Regions from separate parts of the Sus scrofa genome. Here region 2 is linked to region 1. The links are chromatin contacts, called in public HiChIP or PLAC-seq maps. All regions are on one chromosome and are shown on one strand. Each heading gives the region's core, a stretch centred on a gene start, on an enhancer-like site or on the middle of the called end of the contact. The rest is flanking DNA. Distances are from core to core; before and after follow the strand shown. Region 1 holds the start of PEBP4 (phosphatidylethanolamine binding protein 4). Region 2 holds the start of RHOBTB2 (rho-related BTB domain-containing protein 2).

Region 1 (2,700 bases), core at 201-2,700:
ATTGAGCATTACCTCAGTGCCAGGTACCTTACTAAGTGCCTTACGTAATTCATTCATTTCAACACAACCATTTTGTGGGTCGGCTGCTAGGAGACACTGTCCAGTAGGAGGGACCTTGGGAATGATGGGGGTGGGGAGCCTTTGTCATACTTCAGGGAGTATGATTATTGAGAAATGTGTTTGGTCTGTTGCCCCAAAGAAGGGCTTTTGCTGCAAGTTGGGGTCCTGGAAGCAGGAATTCAACTGAAAAGCAAGCTCTGCTGAAATGTTTCTCTGAAGATCTAGCTGCATGTACTCTAGACCTACCCTCATCTTCCTTCGCCCGCACAAGGGCGACAGGATCATTTTATTTGTTTTTACAAGACGTGGTGCATCCTGAAGAGGTGTGAGACAACACCCCCCCCCTCCCCCAGCCAAGTAGTGGAGCTCAATGCAGAAACTGGTGTCTGAGGTCCCCTCCCCCTTCCCCTGTGGTGGAGGAACTGCCTTTGATCTTCCCCCTGCCTCTCTGGTTCCAATCAGAGTCCCACACCCTCCTGCCTGCAGGCCTGTTCCCTGAGGGAACGAAGGCCACCCAGGGGTCCCAGGCAAGTGTTCAACGCAGCCCTAGGCCCCCCTTCCTCCTAGTGCAGTGAGTTGTGCAAGCTTCCCCCTTCCTGAGCAGCTCTGCTGGCCTTCTTCTCCAGGGACTATTATTTTGGGAGAGTGCTGAGTTCAGCACCAGTGCAAGGTACAGCCGGGCACACCCTTCTGTCCTCAGCTGGCCCTTCAGAGCTGGCCTCAGGGCCTGGTGGCCCTCCCCTCCTCCTCCCCTGTGCAGCAGCCCCTCCTCCGCAGGGTCACCGTGTCCAACCGTGACCACCATCCGACAGCCCCGAGGCTCTCAAGACAGGTGGCAGAGGAGCTGTGGGTGGGAGAAGCAGAGCTGGTGCAAAGGGCGCACCCCAGCCTCATGCCTGCTCCTAGAAAACCCTGCAAGGTGGGGCCGTCATGAGCACCCCCAGAACCCGAAGCCTGGGGTCACCAGCCTCCCAGAGTTTGCTTTAAAGTCAAAGGAGGAGGCTCAACTGATTGCACAGGGGTAACTCGGGAGGGGCAGGGTGAGGGGGGGCTGTGTAAGAGGCTTATATAAGCCCTCCTGTGCTGCAGCCTGCTCTGCGCCCAGGCGGGCGGCAGGCAGAGTGACAGCACAGCTCTGCTCCGTGGAGGAGGGGCCTCAGCCAGGACTGAAAATTGAGTCCAGCTGGGAAGAGGCCCAGGTCCGCCCAAGGTTCTTGTGTCCGGGTACGGATTAGCTGCTGGAGCCCAGCCTGGCCGGAACTTCTCCCTTGCACTTCTCCCTACTGAGCAGAGGGTTCTGATCAGGTGGGCCCCTGGGGCAGGGGCTCTGGGGTGGGCAGAGCACCCCCTGCGGCGGGCCTGGTGGCACTGAAGTTCCTTCCGTTCCAGGTGCCCATGGGCTGGACCATGAGGCTGGCTACGGCAGCCCTGTTCCTGGGCCTCACGATGGCGGTCCCCGGAGATGAAGAGGACAGTGACCCATGTGTGTACGAGGCCTTGTCTGACAGCGACGCTGTGCTCTGCAAGTAAGACTGGGTGGCCCCCCACTCCCAAGAGCCGCGCTAGAGGCTCGAAGAGGGGGTGCTTCCAGAACCAAGGGGGCACTGCCTCCCAAGGCAGCCTCTGTGGAAGGCAGAACATAAGGCAGCTCTGGGGCCATTCTGACGGAACATGACAGCAAGGAAAGGACTCAGACCCTTTCAGGCCCCTGCTGTCCAAGGGCGGTTCTCGGGGCTAGGAGGGTATGCAGATCTGGTCCGCTCCCCCGGGCCTCCAAACCCGAGGGGCCCTGTGGGGCTGTGGCCTCACCCTCTGTGTTGGCACCCGAAAGAGACCATCATTTCCTCCAGCATGGAACGCCTCCTGTCCCCCAGCAAGGTGGCATTTTAAAGGAAAGTGGCATTTATTTGACCGAGGGTGTGTGATTGGACCCTCCCTATGTTTCCTGTTCCCTAACAAGGCTCTAGGGGCGTCGGGACAGGTGGGCCTGTTAGGGAGCGTGGCCAATGGACATTGTTCAGGGAAGTCTGGGTCTCGAGGCCTGGCTTTGTCTCTTCCAAGGGCGCAAGCTTCTCTCCCTTTTCATCAGTTCGGCTCTCTCCTGCCTGCGGGTCAGAAAAGCCAGTCTTCATCGTCCTGGACACATGGTCATCCTCAGGGCTGCCCCAGCCATGCTGCTGGCAACCTCCTCTACCAGCTTGGTGACCGAGTATGCTGGCATCCCTCTGAGGCCATCAGAAGTGAGGCTGGGAGCAAGGACTCTCACTTCCTACTCTGTCTCTCTGAGTGCATTTGAATTCTTACAAACACTACTTTTAGAAAGAGAAATATGTTTTCCCTTAAAATTTTAGGCGGGAGTTCCCGTTGTGGCTTGGTGGTTAACCAACCCGACTAGGAACCATGAAATTTCAGGTTTGATCCCTGGCCTCGCTCAGTGGGTTAAGGATCTGGCATTGCTTGAGCTGTGGTGTAGGTTGCAGACACAGGTTGGATCCCATGTTGCTGTTGCTGTGATGTCGGCCAGCTGTTACAGCTCCGATTGGACCCCTAGCCTGGGAACCTCCATAGCTGCGGGTGTGGCCCTAAAAAGACAAAAGAAAAAAGAAAAAAAAAAGTTAGGCAGTTGGATCCAAAAAGAAA
Region 2 (2,785 bases), core at 215-2,714, 51 kb before region 1:
GGGACATATACCCTCAGGTCCCAAGAAGCCTTAATCTCAGCCTGGTTCCTAAAACAAAAGGACTCCCTCCCTCTGCTCCTGTGCAAGGAAGTGACAGTCTCTGCTGCCCTGGAAGGAATTCCTAGAGCAAGTCTGAGATTTCTTGGCCAGGTGTCACTAGAAAAAAGGGACTCAAACTGGGTAGGTGGGAAGTACAAGAGGGTGAGAAATAGGGTGAGGGATGCTGGTCAGTTTCTTTTTGAAGAAATAGATCTTCATGCCTAAAAAATCGGGAGCTCCTGGAGTGGGTAGGGGCCATTAAGGGGCTGTGCAGAGCCCGGAGGTGAGAGGGAAGGAAACTGGCAGAATGGAGGCAGTGACCCTTCTGGTTGGGGAGAAGCAGAAGATAGAGTAAGCATGGTAGCCCCCAAATCATGGGCTGTAACTGTGCTCCCTGCCGGCCAGCGGCAGCTTTGATTGATAAGGATGGAACAGGCTGTTCGTGCAGCTGGATTCCCCTGGCTCCCCTTCCCTCCTGGCCGGGCTTGTAACCACCTCATTCAGCCTCCATGGCCCTCCCTGAGTTCCAAGGGGACAGGTTCAGGCATCTGCTGACCGGGGAAGGGAGAGGATGCAAAGACAAGGGAAGAAGAATCAAGAGGCAACGGTGCAGCCGTGGGACAGGATCCTGATTCCCTCTCAAGGGATACACATAATGATGTAGGCATCTTCTAGACCTAAGAGAAGACTTACACTCCTTAGGCTTCTTTTAGAAATGAATACTTTAAAATTGGGCAGTTTAGAGTCCTTCCTTGTCTTTGCATGCCCATCTTTCCTGGCTCAGCAACTGTCTGAACCTGCTCCTTGGAACCCAGGGAAGGGCATGGAAGCTGAATGAGGCCCATTTCCTAAAAACAAGAAATGGGGGACCCAGAAAGACTGTCATGCCTAGAAGCCCCCCAGGGCCCTGCTCAGTTACAGGTTCACAAGGAGGGAGTTGAATTGGGGTCAGCTGCTGGCGCATGGCTCCTGTAGACACCCCATCCCCACCGGCTCCCCCCTTTTCCTGTCCCGAGGCTGGCTGCCTCCAATTGCTGGGCCTTGATGGGTAAGACACATGATTCCTAACCCACCGGCCCCTGGTCCTGCCTTCATGTGTCCCTCCTTCTGAGATTTGTGAGGGTTCTCACATTCTGAGAAGCCCGCGTTGTACTGAGTACGCCGAGCGACCAGGTGAGGACAGGTGGGGACAGGTGGGGCAGCCAGGGCTCAGAAGAAGCTCCTCTCTTCCCCCAGGCACAGAGAAACACCCAGGGTGGTCTCAGGACAGGCGGGACATGAGTGGTAGACTTACCTGCTGCTTCTCCTCTGGGGCCTGGCTGGCCCGTCACCACTCCCTGTCCAGAAGCAGTGTCCTGGGCCAGCCCAGCAGGAGGGAATGTGTGAAGAAACAACCACGAGGATTTTAAGGGCTGGGATCCAAGACCAGCCTATGGGGAGCCAGGTGAGAGGCATGGTTACAGTATCCAGGGGTGGAACCGGCAGGCAGGAGTCCTGGTCAGTTCCCGCCCCGCCCAGGCGCTGTGCAGAGCTCAGAGATAAGCTGCCTGTGTAGGAGTCCCTCATCCCATCTTTTGGGCAGGTGAGCATTCCTGGTGCCTTGCCCAGCCGCTGACCCCCCAGGGCCCTGCTTTGGCCTGCCCTCCGGCGCCCATTCTGACTTCTGTCCTGGTCTCGCCTCCTCCCTGGTGACTCACATGGCTTTGGAATTTCACTCATCTGCTTTTTCTGACGCACATCCTGGGGGCCTGGACCGGAGCCAAGGAACACCGTAGTTGCTCCAACACCACCAGTGATTAATTTTGGCTCCCCGAGCTAAAGGCTCTCTAGAGTTGTGGTGAGGGGAGCCAGGCTGGAGAAGCAAGGCTGGGGGCTGGGGGGTGGGGCTGGGGGGAGGGGACGTTGCTGCTGGACGGGAAGGCTTTCTTCCTGCTTCTGCTCACCGGCACACAGGTAGAAAACAAATAGCAGGAAAGCTCTGGACTTGTAGTGGGCAGCCGCAGCCGGTTGGCCAGCTGGGAAACTCAACACGAGGGAGCAAGGAAGTTCAAAACCTAGACTGACTGACCTCTGCGCTTCTTGCAATGGATTTCTGGGTCTCAGTTTATACTTTTGCTGAGTCTTGACAGTTCTTTAATGCAAATTCCAAGAACAACAGCCCGGTTCATTCTTTGACAGAGCGTCCATATCACCCCCATCAGCTGGAACTCTGTTAGCTCCCCGTTTTGCACATTATGTAAGGGGCTGCCCGTGGGTGGGACTGTGGAGAAGAAAAGGAAGGGTTGTCATGACAGTGCACTGGGCTGGGAATTGAGGACCTGGGTTCATTCCCAGGTCAGCCATCATCCCAACGTCTCCCCATTAGGGGTCTCAGGAGGGAGAATGGTCCCACAGTCCTGATGACAATCCCCTCCTACTGGTCCCCAGTGTGTGGGGGAGGAGCTTGCCGTGGTTCCCTGGTTTTGTGTGTCTCCCTTCCCTCCACTGTTCCAGCAGGCAATTGCTGTTCCCATCCCCTTCCTGCACTGCCCCTGACCTCTTGTCTCCCCTAGCTGCCCAGGACTCCAGGATGCAAAGTCATGTCCCTTCTAGCAAGTCCTGTTGAGAAGTCAAGGACTCTGTGTCAGTCTGACCCCCTGACCCTGGGGAGGAGAGCAGGGTCAGGACAGTGTATTTGGGAAGCAAAGACCTCACCGAGCTGTCTAGCCCCAAAGAATGGCTTCAGGTCAAGGCCTGTCAATGAAGA

Evidence for each region. HiChIP or PLAC-seq counts read pairs in DNA pulled down with a chosen protein or histone mark.
Region 2: a contact with region 1 is called in an H3K27ac HiChIP or PLAC-seq map of skeletal muscle. The contact joins the promoter of RHOBTB2 here to the promoter of PEBP4 in region 1. A contact is called at or near these places in 1 of 47 Hi-C or Micro-C datasets (skeletal muscle) and 1 of 2 datasets of contacts at active chromatin or transcription factors (skeletal muscle).

The regions. Positions count from the first base shown.
Region 1 is chr14:7,171,391-7,174,090 of Sscrofa11.1, reverse strand. It overlaps PEBP4 (phosphatidylethanolamine binding protein 4), which reads left to right and starts at 1,450. Exons shown (of 6, transcript NM_001162888.1): 1 at 1,450-1,586. The coding sequence starts at 1,456.
Region 2 is chr14:7,221,888-7,224,672 of Sscrofa11.1, reverse strand. It overlaps RHOBTB2 (rho-related BTB domain-containing protein 2), which reads right to left and starts at 1,464. Exons shown (of 11, transcript XM_021073203.1): 1 at 1,334-1,464.